Linked DNA regions of Zea mays: all the other regions are linked to region 2. The links are chromatin contacts, called in public Hi-C maps. All regions are on one chromosome and are shown on one strand. Each heading gives the region's core, a stretch centred on a gene start, on an enhancer-like site or on the middle of the called end of the contact. The rest is flanking DNA. Distances are from core to core; before and after follow the strand shown.

Evidence for each region. A called contact is a pair of places that touch in the nucleus more often than the background predicts.
Region 1: a Hi-C map of ear shows a contact between it and region 2, with 1.9 times the contacts expected there. The contact joins the promoter of LOC100382389 here to the enhancer-like site in region 2. A contact is called at or near these places in 3 of 25 Hi-C or Micro-C datasets (ear, leaf and tassel).
Region 3: a Hi-C map of bundle sheath shows a contact between it and region 2, with 3 times the contacts expected there. The contact joins two enhancer-like sites. A contact is called at or near these places in 3 of 25 Hi-C or Micro-C datasets (bundle sheath, endosperm and leaf).

What each region holds. Positions count from the first base shown.
Region 1 is chr7:12,474,643-12,479,740 of Zm-B73-REFERENCE-NAM-5.0, forward strand. LOC100382389 (Receptor-like kinase-like) reads left to right here and starts at 3,279. Exons shown (of 1, transcript NM_001175134.1): 1 at 3,279-4,948. The coding sequence starts at 3,438. The coding sequence ends at 4,652.
Region 2 is chr7:12,659,194-12,663,584 of Zm-B73-REFERENCE-NAM-5.0, forward strand. No RefSeq gene overlaps it. Among protein-coding and RNA genes, the nearest start is that of LOC109940905, 12 kb to the right of the region's middle. Within about 2 kb of position 2,423, at least 19 of the 20 cell types and tissues checked have an H3K27ac peak or open chromatin away from gene starts, as enhancers often do. A contact at or near this core is called in bundle sheath, ear, leaf and 1 more, where this site is marked.
Region 3 is chr7:12,912,991-12,917,787 of Zm-B73-REFERENCE-NAM-5.0, forward strand. No RefSeq gene overlaps it. Among protein-coding and RNA genes, the nearest start is that of LOC118472905, 15 kb to the right of the region's middle. Within about 2 kb of position 2,806, at least 18 of the 20 cell types and tissues checked have an H3K27ac peak or open chromatin away from gene starts, as enhancers often do. A contact at or near this core is called in bundle sheath and leaf, where this site is marked.

The sequences.
Region 1 (5,098 bases), core at 2,029-4,528, 180 kb before region 2:
GAATTCCCGAAGGTGGTGAGTTTGCGTTGGAGTCCTCTGGTGCACCGGACGTGTCCGGTGGTGCACCGGACACTGTCCGGTGGCACACCGGACAGTCCGGTGCGCCAGACCAGAGGTGCCTTCGGTTGGCCCTTTGCTCCTTTGTTGAATCCAACTTTTGGTCTTTTTATTGGCTGAGTGTGAACCTTTTACACCTGTATAATCTATACACTTGAGCAAACTAGTTAGTCCAATTATTTGTGTTGGGCAATTCAACCACCAAAATTATTTAGGAACTAGGTGTAAGCCTAATTCCCTTTCAATCACCCTACCAGCAAGACTAAAGGTAGACTCTGAAGATATAGTAGAAGCTGGGACTGTCAAGACATCTTTAGCAAGTAGAGCAAGAATAGGATAAGTGAGCTTATATTGATGCCACCAAGATAGGACATTGAAGTCCTCATCAAACTCAGTTATAGTATCACTATCTAAGTAAGATGCCAGCTCAGAAGTGGATGCAGTAGTAGAGATAGAACTAGAACCTGGTCTCCTTCCCACATAAAACTCACCATTATAGTCATCATCACCATAGATGTCATCCCATGCCATTTTTTTCTTACCAGAACCAAGAGATGTTGGGTGTTGATTAGCACACAGGCGTGTGTCACCAAATTTAGCTTCATACAACTGAAATATCTTGGATAGTTTAGATCTAACTTCAATTGGAACATTAGAGTAATTTGTACCAGTTAAGCTAGCTAACCTGACAAGGAGTTTGTTAAAACCCCTCATCTTAGCCCTTGGGTCTAAAATAAATGCAACAGCATATAGAATAGGAATATCCCTCCAATATTTCAAAAATTTATCTTTCATAGGAACAACAGCAGCCCTAAGAAGTCTATCATTTTCAAATGAATTTAGATGTCTGGCTATCCTCAGAATATGGTGTAGCATCAAAGTAGCAGTAGGGTAGTAAACACAGACAATGCAACTGTGGATTCATAAAATAATTCTAGGAAAGAAAGAACTTTTTCAGCAATTGTCCAATGATCATCAGTGAGTAAAGGAGTACCATCAAGATGCAAAGGATACTGGGTTTTGATAAAAACAGAAAAGCTGGACTTGTATGGTACTAGGTGTTTAAGCATTAAGTATGTAGAATTCCATCTAACATTCATGTCAACACCAAACTTACGAGGACGAATAGCCATACTCATACAATAGCTTTTATATGCAACTATTCGTTGATTTGAAGCATTTAAAAAGGTTATAGCAGTTCTAAAGTCATCAATATAAGCTTTCAAATGTTGAAGACCAGCTTTAACAATTAAATTAATAACATGATAGGAACATCTTTGATGCAAGAACATAGTGCACAAGTCATCATCAGTAGGTGTAAAAGAATCATCATCAGTCACAACAGGAGCAGGCACACCAAGGTAACCAGACAAGAAAGGTCTCAGATATTTCATGGCAGTATTGTTTGATGAAGCATTATCTAAGGTGATTGCAAATACTTTATCAGTTAAAGCATAATCATCTATCACAGTAGCAACCAGATTAGCAATACTAACACCACTATGTTTACCATCAATTAACCTTAGACCAAGCAACCTTTTTTCTATTTCCCAGTGAGAATTCACAAAATGAGCAACTACACTTAAATAGTTTTCCTTAGCCTTGCCAGCCCAAATATCAGAGGTTAGACAAACAGATGTAACATCAGTTTTCGAAGTACCAATTAAGTTTACCTTACGCTCATTATATAACTTAATCATGTCCCTAGCAGTGGTTTGCCTAGAAACATGCACAAATCTAGGGTTATGTGCATGAGTGATGTATTCTTGAAATGCATCAGTGGAGCCATGCCATAGAGGTAGATCATATCTAGCTATCAAACGACAAAGTTCATTCCTTGCAACAGAAGGACAGTACTACCAACGCTGCAAAGAACCATCGGGGTTGTACTTAAGCACAGTTTGGGTTTGGCCAAAGCGATCGTGTGCCTTCTTAGCACTACAATTGTGTCTAAGCAAGTGACCAGTACCAGAAGAGGATCTAGCACTTAATGTCTCATGACAGAACTTGCATCGAGCAGCATACCTTACACGCTTACCATTTACCAGATTGGTTAACTCGTCGAAATTGTTCCAAACTTTGGATCTCTTCCTTGAGCCGCCAGCAGCAGAGGCAGTGGTAGATGCTGGTGGGCTCGTGGAGTCCATAGCAGTGCCTGTTCTAGAGGCGACGAATTCCTCGAGCTCAATAGGATTTAAATGAGTGACACCAACACCCATTAAGGCTTGTCTAGCATCCATCGCCTCATTGTGGTCCTCAAGCTGTCGCTCCTCCGCCTCTACAGCCGGGTCAAGATCCATAGCCTTGAGAGCTTGACCTCGACAACGAGCACGAGGAGCACAGCTGGAGTCCTCGACCAGTCGACCTCGCGCACACCGCACACGTCTCCGACTCCTCAACGACTACACGGCACCGGATTTCACCGATACCTATGTTGAGGAACACACCGGAAGAATTAGGGTTAGGAGTAGGGCCCGATGAACGCACCGACAGAATCATAGAATAGGGAAGGGAAAGGAGTAGGGCCCGAGGAACTCACCTTGTGCAGTCGAAGCACCGGAGACGACAGACGATGGCCGAGATCCGTGGAGCGAGGAACACCGGAGGGGATTAGGGTTAGGAACACCGAAGAGGACTGGGAGAGGAAGGTAAGTATAGATGTCCAAGCACGGCGGGGGCGCCCGGCGGGCAACTGAGTCCAAGCACAGAGGACAGAGGAGACACCGGCTGACGGCGGCGATCCGTAGATCCAAGAGGGGAGAGGAGATTAGGGTTCGGGCGGAGTCGTCGATGCGAGGGCGAGAGGCGGAGAGGCTGAGACTGAGAGCATAAATGCGAGCGTAAATGCGAGGGCGAGAGGCGGGGTGGGGCTGGGAGCCTGGGAGTGGGACGCGCCGCGCGCGGCCGGTTAACATTACCGGGCTGCCACGTGCCTCCCCCTTAGACGGGCCGGGTCGGGCTAAACCCGACGGGCTGAAATCCTTGGCCCAGCCCGACACGACGAACGGGCCGGGCTTGTCCAGACACGTTTGAAACCGGGCCATGTCGATGCTGGGTTAGGCCATTTTTCATGCCGTGTCGCGGACCACTCGGTGGGCTCGACCGAGATGGATATCTATAACGCCGGCACATCCATAAAAGGCACCATTAAATCTTTGGCTATTAGGACGCTTCTCTCCTCCCAAACCCCACATCTCAGCAAGGGCCCCGTCGGCTAGCGCCGCATCCGCAGACCGCAGCCGTCGACGCAGACCCTCTTCGGCAGCCGGTGCTTCCCCGTTCGCCGCATTTTGTACTCCCCGTCTCTTGTGCTCATCCATCCCTAACCTCACCTTCCCCACTCTTAGCTTGCAGCGCGTCCCTTCCCCGCTCCCGGCGCCATGGACTGCGCAAAGGGGAGGGCGGTGGCGGACCTCTACGACGAGGTGATGGTGGAGATCCTCTCGCGCGTGCCCGTCAAAGACCTCCGCCGTTGCACGTGCGTGTGCAAATCTTGGCGCAACCTCATCACCGACCCCCTCAACCGCAAGAAGCTGCCCCAGACCCTGGAAGGCTTCTTCCACGGCGTCGTCGGAGGGCCTCACAGCTACGGCCAATTCACCAGCCTGTCGGGGAGCGGAGAACGCGTGGCTCCGGTCGACCCTTCCTTCTCCTTCATCACGGCAATGCTGCCTGGCGTGGAGCGCATGGTCCTCTTGGATTCTTGCAACGGGCTCCTGCTCTTCGGGTGCACCCGGGAGGACAAGTTCGGGTACATCGTGACAAACCCTGCGACCGAGGAATTGATGACTGTGCCCGCCAGCTCCGGCTCTTGTCCCCTTCCACCTCCATTTGAAAGGGACATGGTTGGTGGGGAAAGATATGCGCACACCTTTCTGATGTTTAACCCTGCTGTCTCCTCGCACTTCCACTTGGTCCAGATCTGGGAGAATAAGGCGGCGAAGGAGGTGGAAACGGTGCACTCTTACTCGTCTGAAACCAAGGCATGGAGTGACAGGTCAAGCAAGTGGGGGCGAGGTGAAGAGGGCGGTGAATGGGAGCTGTGGGGTGAATCCGTGATTGGATTCATGTGTGGCTGGACATTGGTCGATGGTCTGCTGCATTTTCTTGCCTTCGATCTTCAGAAAGAAGAGACTGTGATAATTGCAGTGGATGGGGAAGGGGAAACTCGTAGGATCATCGGCTGGCATGGTAAGGATGTGAGAGCAATTGTTTTTATTGGTGAATCCCAAGACCATCTACACTGCATCGGTGTGAATGTGCAATTAGATCAAGGCTCTGAAGTGCGCTTCACGCGGATGTCGATCTGGGTTCTTGAGGACTATGATACACAAGCATGGATCTTAAAGCACAATGTGAGCTCTTTGCAGTTCTTTGAATTACTGAGTCACCCAATCAAAGACTTCCATATTGTGGCCATTCATCCATATCACAATTCGTTCATCCTTATTCAGCACTGGAACCAGAAACTTGTATCATATAACATGGATACTCAGGAACTGCATGGTCTCGGCACTCTTGGAAAGGGCTATGCGGTTATTACCCCTTACATACCCTGTTTCTTGGAGTCATCGGTTCTTGCCACCAAACACTGAGGTTGTTGTTTCTCGGGGACTTCTCTGCATGTTCAACAAGAGCCTGATCATCCAAGTGTGGGGCAAGGTGATCTAGTATGATGGTGCTTTAATGTCCTTTTGTAATGCTTTGAGAAAGCTGTTTACAGGGCAACATGGTTAGTTCCATGATATATCAGTGAGAAAGCTGTTTACAGGACAGCATGGTTAGTTCTATGATATATCAAATTAGATCACACTTAATTGCTGGTCAGTATAGGTATTAGCTTCGATATTTTGTTGTGATTATTCAATATTGAATGCGCACCTATGGTATTACCCTGTGTGTTCAGCTTGTTGGCTTTTCCCCTCTGTTTTTTCTTCTTCTTAATATAATACTCCCTCCGCTCTAATTTATAATTCATTTGATTTTTTACCCTAAGTTTGACTGTTGTCTTATTAAAAAATCATAATTATTGTTGATCTTT
Region 2 (4,391 bases), core at 1,173-3,672:
CTATTAATCAGCACCAGCCTCCCCCAAGGCTAAGATACCTTCCTTGCGAGACCCCCAGTTTTTTTTTCATATTTTCTTCCATTCTAGCCCAATGGGAGATTCTAAGAGTCTTGTCATCCATAGGAATGCCCAAGTAGTTCATGGGCAATTTTTTAATAGGGCAAGTGAAGCTTTCAGCGTATAAGTTCTTCCTCTCTTCAGCTTTGCCAAAACACAGGATCTCACTTTGGTGAAAGTTAATTTTGAGGCCTGACATCTGCTAAAAAAGGACCAAAACAAATTTCAGATTCCTTGCCTAAATCGGGTTGTCCTAAAGAAGGAAGACAGTTTCATCCACATATTGTAAATAGGCACAACCATTTTTAATGATGTGAGAAACAAGGACTACCAAAAGACCAATTAACAATAGCTAAAGGTAAGTGGGCAATGATGAAAGCAAATTCAGAACAACTATTTAGTCCTAGTATTCAACTATATTAAGTGTACTCGAACTGTTAGATAGTCATAGCTGGTGATGGGTTAGAGCTGTGGGAGTGGAACATAGGCCCCCAGGTCCCTCCCGGGCGACACGGGTGGCGAAACCCTAGCCGCTGTCTCCTACTCTCCCTCTCGTCCCTGTCACGACGGCCACCGAGACATTACACCCTCTTTGTCTCGCCACCGCCAGAGCTAGCCGCCGAGGAACTCTATAAACCCTAAAAATGAGTTAGGAGTTCATGTATTCCTTCTATGTCTTTTATAAGAAATAATACTAAGAAATTGGGTAAACATAAGATAAAATAGAAATACCTTCAATCTAGTAAGATAAGTTATTCTTCTCATGAAATTTAAGGAATGCTCTTAAATAAAAATATATTCAAGATTAAGTGACTCTCGGTAAAAGAGAATACATTATTTTCCCCTAAGTAAGTAAGGTAATGGATATTAATTTTAGTTAACTTGAAGTTTGATTACATACTCAAAAGTAATATTTTTCCTAAAATGAAATAAGTGTGTGCATGTCATATTTTGAGCTTTTGCCTAAACAAAGGAATAAAATAATCAAAGATATATATATATATATATATATATATATATATATATATATATATATATATATATATATATATATATATATATATATATATATATATATAGACACACTTAGCATTTATACCGATATTTTGGATGGTTGCATTTGAACATAAATTTGGAGTTTGGATTTTGAGTGTGCTTTTTGATTAATTTGAAGTTTAAATTTGAACCTAGAATAAAAATTTGAATTTGGAAAGGTTCAAAATAAATAGAAATGGAAATAAAATAGAAAATATAAAAAAATAAAAGAGTAACCTGCACCTGGGCCATCTCCTTCTCCCGGCCCAGTGACTCTGCTTCTCCCTTGCAGTTGTGCGACCTGATTACATGTTGGCCCAAACAAACCGCGCGGCCCATGGGGGAGGGAAAACATCAGCGCCGACTGGTGGGCCCAGTACTCCAAACACCACTGTGCGACCCAGTTTTCCCACCTGGCGGCCCACGCGCGCGCTCGGTACTCACCGTCAAGCGGGGCCCATCCCCAAGCCGATTCCACACGCACGCGTCGCTGGCACTGACATATAGGGCCCGTGTGGCAGACTCTCCGCTGGAGTGTTCGGGGTTTCGCGGGCACTGTCAGGTGGGGCTACCTCGTCAGATCGCTCATCCAGGCATCCAGCTTGGTTCGTTGCAAACCTCACGAGATTTCCGCCGCGATCTTCATCACTAACAAAACTCTTCGCGGACTCCCCGGCCTTCGGCCTATAAGTGCCCGGTCATCGCCCACCTCTCATCCACAACTGGCTAGCTTCGATGATGCGAGCCATGGGGGCATGGGCGCTATTCGCACCGCCATGCTCGACGAGCGGGGGGAGGGTGATTGGGTCCGCCATGGTTGACTCATGAATTGGGTGGAGCTCCAACCTTGGCGGTTGGCCTGGGGAATCACAGTAGCGCCCTGATGATGCCCGTGGTCTTCCCACCCCGGGAATTGGACCGTGAGCCGCTCAATTTCTCACCGGGGCAATGGCGACCGCCGTGGCACCACATCACATTGTGGTCGTGACCCTTGATGCATAATCACCGGTGAGTCCTCCCACGCAGGATTCAATGGGTTCTACTAATCGTTTATCCTATATCCGTTTCGGGTTTGGAACTTGGAATCGCCGATGGGGCTTACACCAGTGGGGCTCCGCCGTGGCCCTAGGCCTACGCCGCCACCCAGTGCCGACCGGGGGTAGGAGATGAAGATCTAGACGTTTGTGTGACTAGGATTGATCACCACTTACCCCTTCGTGCTAGGAAATTGTGACCATCGGATCCAATGGGAGCGGTGTAGATTAGTCAATCGCTGGGACAAACCTCGACCGTGGGTCTGAAATCCAATGGTTGTGAGCCTGTATCGGTTCACTTAAGGGACGATGTAATCTGGGCGGTCGGTTTTTGATCTAACGACCAGATCTGGCCGATACCTCTTCGGTGTGGACAATTTGCTAAAGAAACCCCACATTTTTCTCAAAACAGCCCCCCGTCCAAGACTATGTTAAGAATATTGCGGTTGGGTCCCGGAATTTATAGATTTGACCCTGATCTTTCGTAGAATAGTGCCCCTATTCCGGAGTCTTTAATTAAATATGAGAAAATGAATTTTTGGCATATAAACAATTCTAGAAAAATATTTATAAATCCATAACTCCTTTGTTTTAACTCTGAATTGATCTGTTCAAGTTGCATTAGCTTCGTATAAATATTTACTACGCAGTAACAATATTAGTTATATCATATTTCATACTTTTATAGTTAGATATTTATTTAAACTATGTTTACTAAAGTGACTCTTCTACTAAAAGCTAACCTGCCTATATTTGCAATCTAATTAAAATAAGATTAAAGTCCGAATTGATCGCTAGTCAAGTTATAAGCAAGATTAAAGTTGAATTAGTTATTTCTTTGGATTATCTTTATGGAATCAACACAAAACCTAGTGTTAAATACTTAATCACGTAGGTCTTCCAAAAATCACAACTTTATAACCGTAACTCCGAATGTAGTGGATCTCGAACCCACGATCTCGTAGCGACGCAGAAATTATTATTATGCATCTTGTGCTTATATTTGGTGTGATGTTAATTTTGCCTATACTATGTTTGTTTGTATTACTACATTTAGTAGTGAGGTCATGAGTCACCTGAAGATCACCCTAGTACCTGGAATCTCAAGTCCCAGGCAAGTTGTGCCCTTGATCACTTTTATTTACCCAATAATGTTCTCTATAATCATCTTGGCATGCATAGGCTTAATTTTGATGGGACCTGATAGGTCACCCTAGTTTGGTTATCTTTACACCTTGCTTACCCCTAAACTTTTGGGTAGTCTTTGCTATTGCGCTATATATGGTTTTGGGTGGTTAGATAACTATTACACATCGTCATTCTTTATTATTATTGTTCTATTTCTGTTCATGATAAGACCATTATGTTAATTGGAACATCAAGCTTAACTTGGGAAACACGTGCCGCCACAAGGGTGGAATGGGACACCCTTGGTTGACTAATTAGGATAGCTAGTGGAAGACTACCTTACCCGAAAGGGCAAGGGTAGTAGGGGAGTAGGCGTGTATCAAGGTTCTCGGGTTGATTTTGTTGCGATGGTGGTCAGACGAGGGATTCCTGCATTGCTCTTCCTAAAAACTGTAGCGGGTTTTCGGAAGCTAGTGGAACTTTGTAAATGCCTCGTAGTGTTACCCTGCCTCGCTTCCTTGGTAGAGTTGTATGGGGCCCGTACAACCCCATGGCAGATGGGTAACATGACTTGTGGGTAAAGGGTACCACCTCTGCAGAGTGTAAAACTGGTATACTAGCCGTGCTCGCGGTCATGAGCAGCTCAAGACTCTTGCATGATTAATTTATAGAATTAAATTCAATTTGTCATTTGCATTGCATTGTGGATTATTATGAATTTTGATATATTATTACTTTGGTTTGGAATCTACTTATACTTAGTAACTGTTAATAAAATTTTGACCAACTTTAAAAGCGATGCTCAACTTTAACCATCCTCTTTGGTAAGCCTTACACTTCACCTGGGCTGCCACCTTTGTCGAGTTCATGCACATTATTCCCCACAACTTGTTGAGCGATGAACGCATGAGCTCACCCTTGCTGTCTCACCCCCCACAGGTCAAGAACAGGTATTGCAGGATGAGGCGCATGGAGGATGCTGTGATGATTCGTGAGAGGTCTAGGCCGTCGTCTCCCAGTCAACTTTGGGTTGGTGGATCTTTGTCTTCGTATGATGTAATTATTTAATTATTTTGTATAGAACTCCTATTATATAGTAAAGATGTGACATTCGTTTCTGTACCATGAGTCATCATA
Region 3 (4,797 bases), core at 1,556-4,055, 250 kb after region 2:
AACGAAGGTCGAGGTCCAGAATTCACGGAGGATGAGCAAGGCACCATATGGTTCAAGGACAGGATATGTGTTCCTAATATTGAAAGCCTTCGAGAGACTATTTTAAAGGAGTCCCATGACTCGGATTATTCTATTCATCCTGGTAGTACCAAGATGTATTAGGATTTGAAGCGAAAGTATTGGTGGTATGGATTGAAGAGAGATGTGGCTGCACATGTGGCTTTGTGCGATGTGTGTCAAAGAGTTAAGGCTGAACACCAGAGGCCAGCTGGACTATTGCACCCGCTTAAGATATCCGAGTGGAAGTGGGAAGAGATTGGTATGGATTTCATTACTGGATTGCCTCGCACCCAGAAACGATATGATGCTATATGGGTGATTGTGGATAGATTGACTAAAGTGGCTCACTTCATTCCTGTCAAGACTACTTATAAAGGTTCTTAGCTAGCAGAGTTATATATGGCTCGGATTGTGTGTTTGCATGGAGTACCAAAGAAGATCGTGTCTGATCGAGGTTCACAGTTTACCTCAAGATTTTGGAGAAGTTTCCATGAGAATATGAATACAAAGTTGAACTTTAGTACGGCTTATCACCCTCAGACTGATGGACAGACTGAAAGGACTAATCAAGTACTGGAGGATATGTTGAGAGCTTGTGCCCTTCAGCATGGAGGAAGTTGGGGTAAAAGTCTACCATATGCTGAGTTCTCATATAATAATAGCTATCAGGCCAGTCTGAAGATGTCACCTTTTGAAGCTCTATATGGGAGGAAGTGCAGAACTCCTCTATATTGGGACCAGACTGGAGAAAGACAGTTCTTTGGGCCCAAACTAATTCAAGATGCAGAAGAACAAGTTCGTCTGATTCGAGAAAATTTGAGGGTAGCTCAAACCAGGCAAAAGATCTATGCTGATAACAGAAGGAGGCCACTGGAATTTGAGGAAGGAAATTATGTGTACCTCAAGGTGTCACCACTTCGTGGAATGAGGAGATTCAAAGTTAAGGGCAAATTATCCCCTCGCTTTATTGGACCATTCATGATCTTTAGGCGAGTTGGGGAGATGGCATACCAACTCGAGTTACCTGATAATCTATCTGATGTGCATAATGTATTTCATGTGTCTCAACTTAAGAAGTGCCTCTGTGTCCCTGAGGAACAGTTACCAATGGAAGAGCTCAGTGTTCAGGGTGATTTGACTTACACGGAGTATCCTATCAAGATTCTTGACACATTGACTCGAGTTACAAGAAATAAGGTGATAAAGATGTGTAAAGTGCAATGGAGTCACCATGGAGAAGATGAAGCTACTTGGGAGAGAGAAGAAGAGCTTCGGATAGATTTTCCTCATCTTTTCACTAGTTCCTCCTAAATCTCGAGGACGAGATTCTTGTTAAGGGGGGTAGGATTTGTAATACCCAAAACTGTAGAATGAAAATATAGTGGAATTACATATATGTTTTTGCCCCTGTTTATTATAACATGTGAACAACATATTTAAAAGTGGACAACTAAATCAAAGACACAAAAAAACTTATGCATCATTCTGGAGTTTATTTGATTGTGCATCTATAAATAATAAAATTAATAATATAAAAAACAATACATTGATATACAAACTAGAATTTAAAACCTAAATGGGGAGCAAAACTTTGGAGAAAGAGAAGAGAATACCACATAAAATAAAGGAAATAAATATATTCTTTTATCATAAGATTTGAATTTGTACATTGATATATGTGCAAGTCACAACCAAATTTAAATTCTAAATTCGAAATCAAAAATGGGAAAATGAAATAAAAAAAGAAAAGAAGAAAGAACGTGAATGGGTCCAAACTTTTCCCTCAGCCCACTCCTATTTCCCTAACCGGTCATTGCCCTGTTATACCGCACGACCAGGCTCACGCCTCCCTAGAGTGCGCCGACGGGTGGGCCCGCTCGGTCGGTGACTCTGGTGCGCGCCTGCATCCGTTCGTCGACACTGGCAGCGGGACCCTATCGTCAGGTGCGTCTCCTTCCCCTTGCGTTTAGGAGTTTGTTGCAGCGAACGCCGAGTCCACCGGAGTCTGTTCGATTCGGTGGGTCCGTGATGGGGGATTGACTGGGGGCGGAATCTTCAGCGCGCATAAAGGGCGAACCCATCCCCTCTAATCTAGACCCTATTCCTCCACTTGAACCCCACCGTTGGCGTGAACACCGAGCGAAGAACCAAAAGAAAGTCGCCGCCACCGCTGTACTTCCTCCTCACCGTCGTTCAATGCGCCGACATTAGCTGTTGGGCTTCGCGATGTCAACGGGGCGGGAATCAGAGCCTCGCCAGGGGAGATTGGGAAGCGGGGTTGAGGTTTCGCTCTCGAAATTAAGACTCATGACCGATTCGACCGAGTCCTAGACCATCAGCGTCGCTGCTTCCTCCGCCGTTGAGGTAACCTTCATCATGTCCACTCTCGTCTCCGCCTTCTCTAGGTCCTGTTAGGACGCGTGATTAGGTACGGTTGGGAGCTTAATTGCTCGCCGGTGGCGGGCAGAGTCACCGTGTCACCTTGTTCGGGCGCAGGGGGGGTTTGAGCGGGCAGATCCATACGGGTTGGCTAGCGGCGTCATGGCGTTCGGTCCTCGGTCGTGTTCGTTAGAACCATATGGCTCATAGGACGACGTAGCCAACGCCGACGGGGCTTACTCCGTTGCGGTGACATGTGCGCCACTCAGTGCGCTGACAGGAGGTAGGAGACGACTAGGTACCGGTCGACAGTAGCTTGGGGGAGAAGCATATGCCGTTGATATCTAGTTCAACGGCTAAGATTAGGAGCTGGCGTACTGATTGGGGAAACTGTCATGGAACGTTAGATCGTGATCCAGTGGCGCGGAGTGGATCTATGACTCATTAAATTCGGGTCGTTCACTGTTGATCCAACGACTTCACGCGCGTTACGTTTCATAAAACTTAGATTCAATCTGATGGATCCACGTCTGATCCAACAGCCCATTGTGGCCGATACCTCTTCGCAGCGCTAGTTTACATAGGGGACCCTAGAAAATCTAGGAATCAACCCGCCGTCCGTGTGGACTGTTTCCTGAGTCTTAGAAGTTTTACCCTGTAGCCCCTACACTTTCTGGAAAATGAGGCCCAGTCCAGTACAGTTTGAAATTGAATAAATAAATTGGAAAATAGATTTTTAATATGAAAATAAATGCTAGGAATTGTAAAATTCATAGCAAATTCATATGAACTCCAAATTAGTCCATTCCAGTTCCTAAAATTTTGTAGTATTATTCTCTATCGCTTAGAGTCTCTGTTTTGTCATGACAACAGTAAGAAAAATAATTTCTCATTTAATTCTATTTCAAGCACATAAAACCTTTGGAAATTCATATCTCAAAATCTATAACTCCAAAAATTATGATTTCTGTTCCTAGGATTTTATTTTAATGTGTATATTATTAGTATGTATTTTCCTTACATGTTTGGTGTGATGTTAATTTTCTCTATATTGTGCTTGTTTATATTGTGGCGAGTAGAAGAACCTGTGAGTGAGGATCATAGTGACCAGCAGATAGAAGTAGCTGAGCAGGAGCTCATTGAAGGCAAGTTGTGCCCTTGACCACTTTTTACCCAATAATGCTCTTTAATGTCACTTATTCATGCATAGGTTAATTTTGATGGGACCCGATAGGTCACCCTAGATTGTTTATCTCATTACCTTGTTTACTCCTGAATCACTTGGGTAGTTTGCTATAGTTTTACATGGTTTTGGGATAATCATTTATTATATCCATGTTCCAGTTATTTTGTTATTCTATTTATGTTCATGTCAAGATCATTAATGTTAATTGGAACATGGAGCTTAACTTGAGAAACACGTGCCACCACAAGGTTTTAATGGGACACCCTTGGCTGACTAATTAGGAAAGCTAGTGGAAGACTACCTTACCCGAAAAGGGCAAGGGCAGTAGGGGAGTTGCATGCATGAAGGTTCTCAGGTTGATTTTGCTGCGATGGCGGTCAGACGAGGGATTCTTGCAAGTGCTCTTCCCATAAACTGTAGCGCCTTTTCGGAAGCTAGTGGAACTTTGTAAATGCCTCGCAGTGTTGCCCTACCTCGCTTCTTAGGTAGAGGTGTATGGGAGTCGCGATACCTTGGCAGATGAGTAACATGACTTGTCGGTAAAGGGTACAACCTCTGCAGAGTGTAAAACTGGTATACTAGCCGAGCTCACGGTCAAGAGCAGCTCATGACTCTCTAATGATTAATTTATGGAACTTAAATTCAATTTTGTCATTTGCATATGCATGGGATTATTATTAGTTTTGTTCTACTACTTTATTTAAGGTTTGGTATTCACTGACATCTAGTAACTGCTAATAAAATTTTGACCAACTAATTAAAAGCAATGCTCAGCTTTAACCCCTGTTGTTGATTAGCCTTACACATCATATGAACTCCTACCTTTGGTGAGTTCATGCCCACTGGTTCCCCATAACTTGTTGAGCTATGATCATGTGTGAGCTCACCCTTGCTGTCTCACACCCCCCATAGGAGAAGAACAGGTGGTTCTGGAGGAGCCACAAAGCGAGGAGTTTGATCTGTTCTAGGTGGCGTTTCCCCAGTTGACTCTTGGGCCAAGGATTATCCTTAGTTCGTTTTATATTTATCTTTTATTTTGTAATAAGAATTCCGCTATGTAATAATTACTCTGATGATATTGTGACATTTATCTCTATACTCTCTGTTATTATATATGTTGTCTTCTTGGCGCATGTAAGAGATGCATCTAGCTTTGTTCCTTAAAGTCGGGT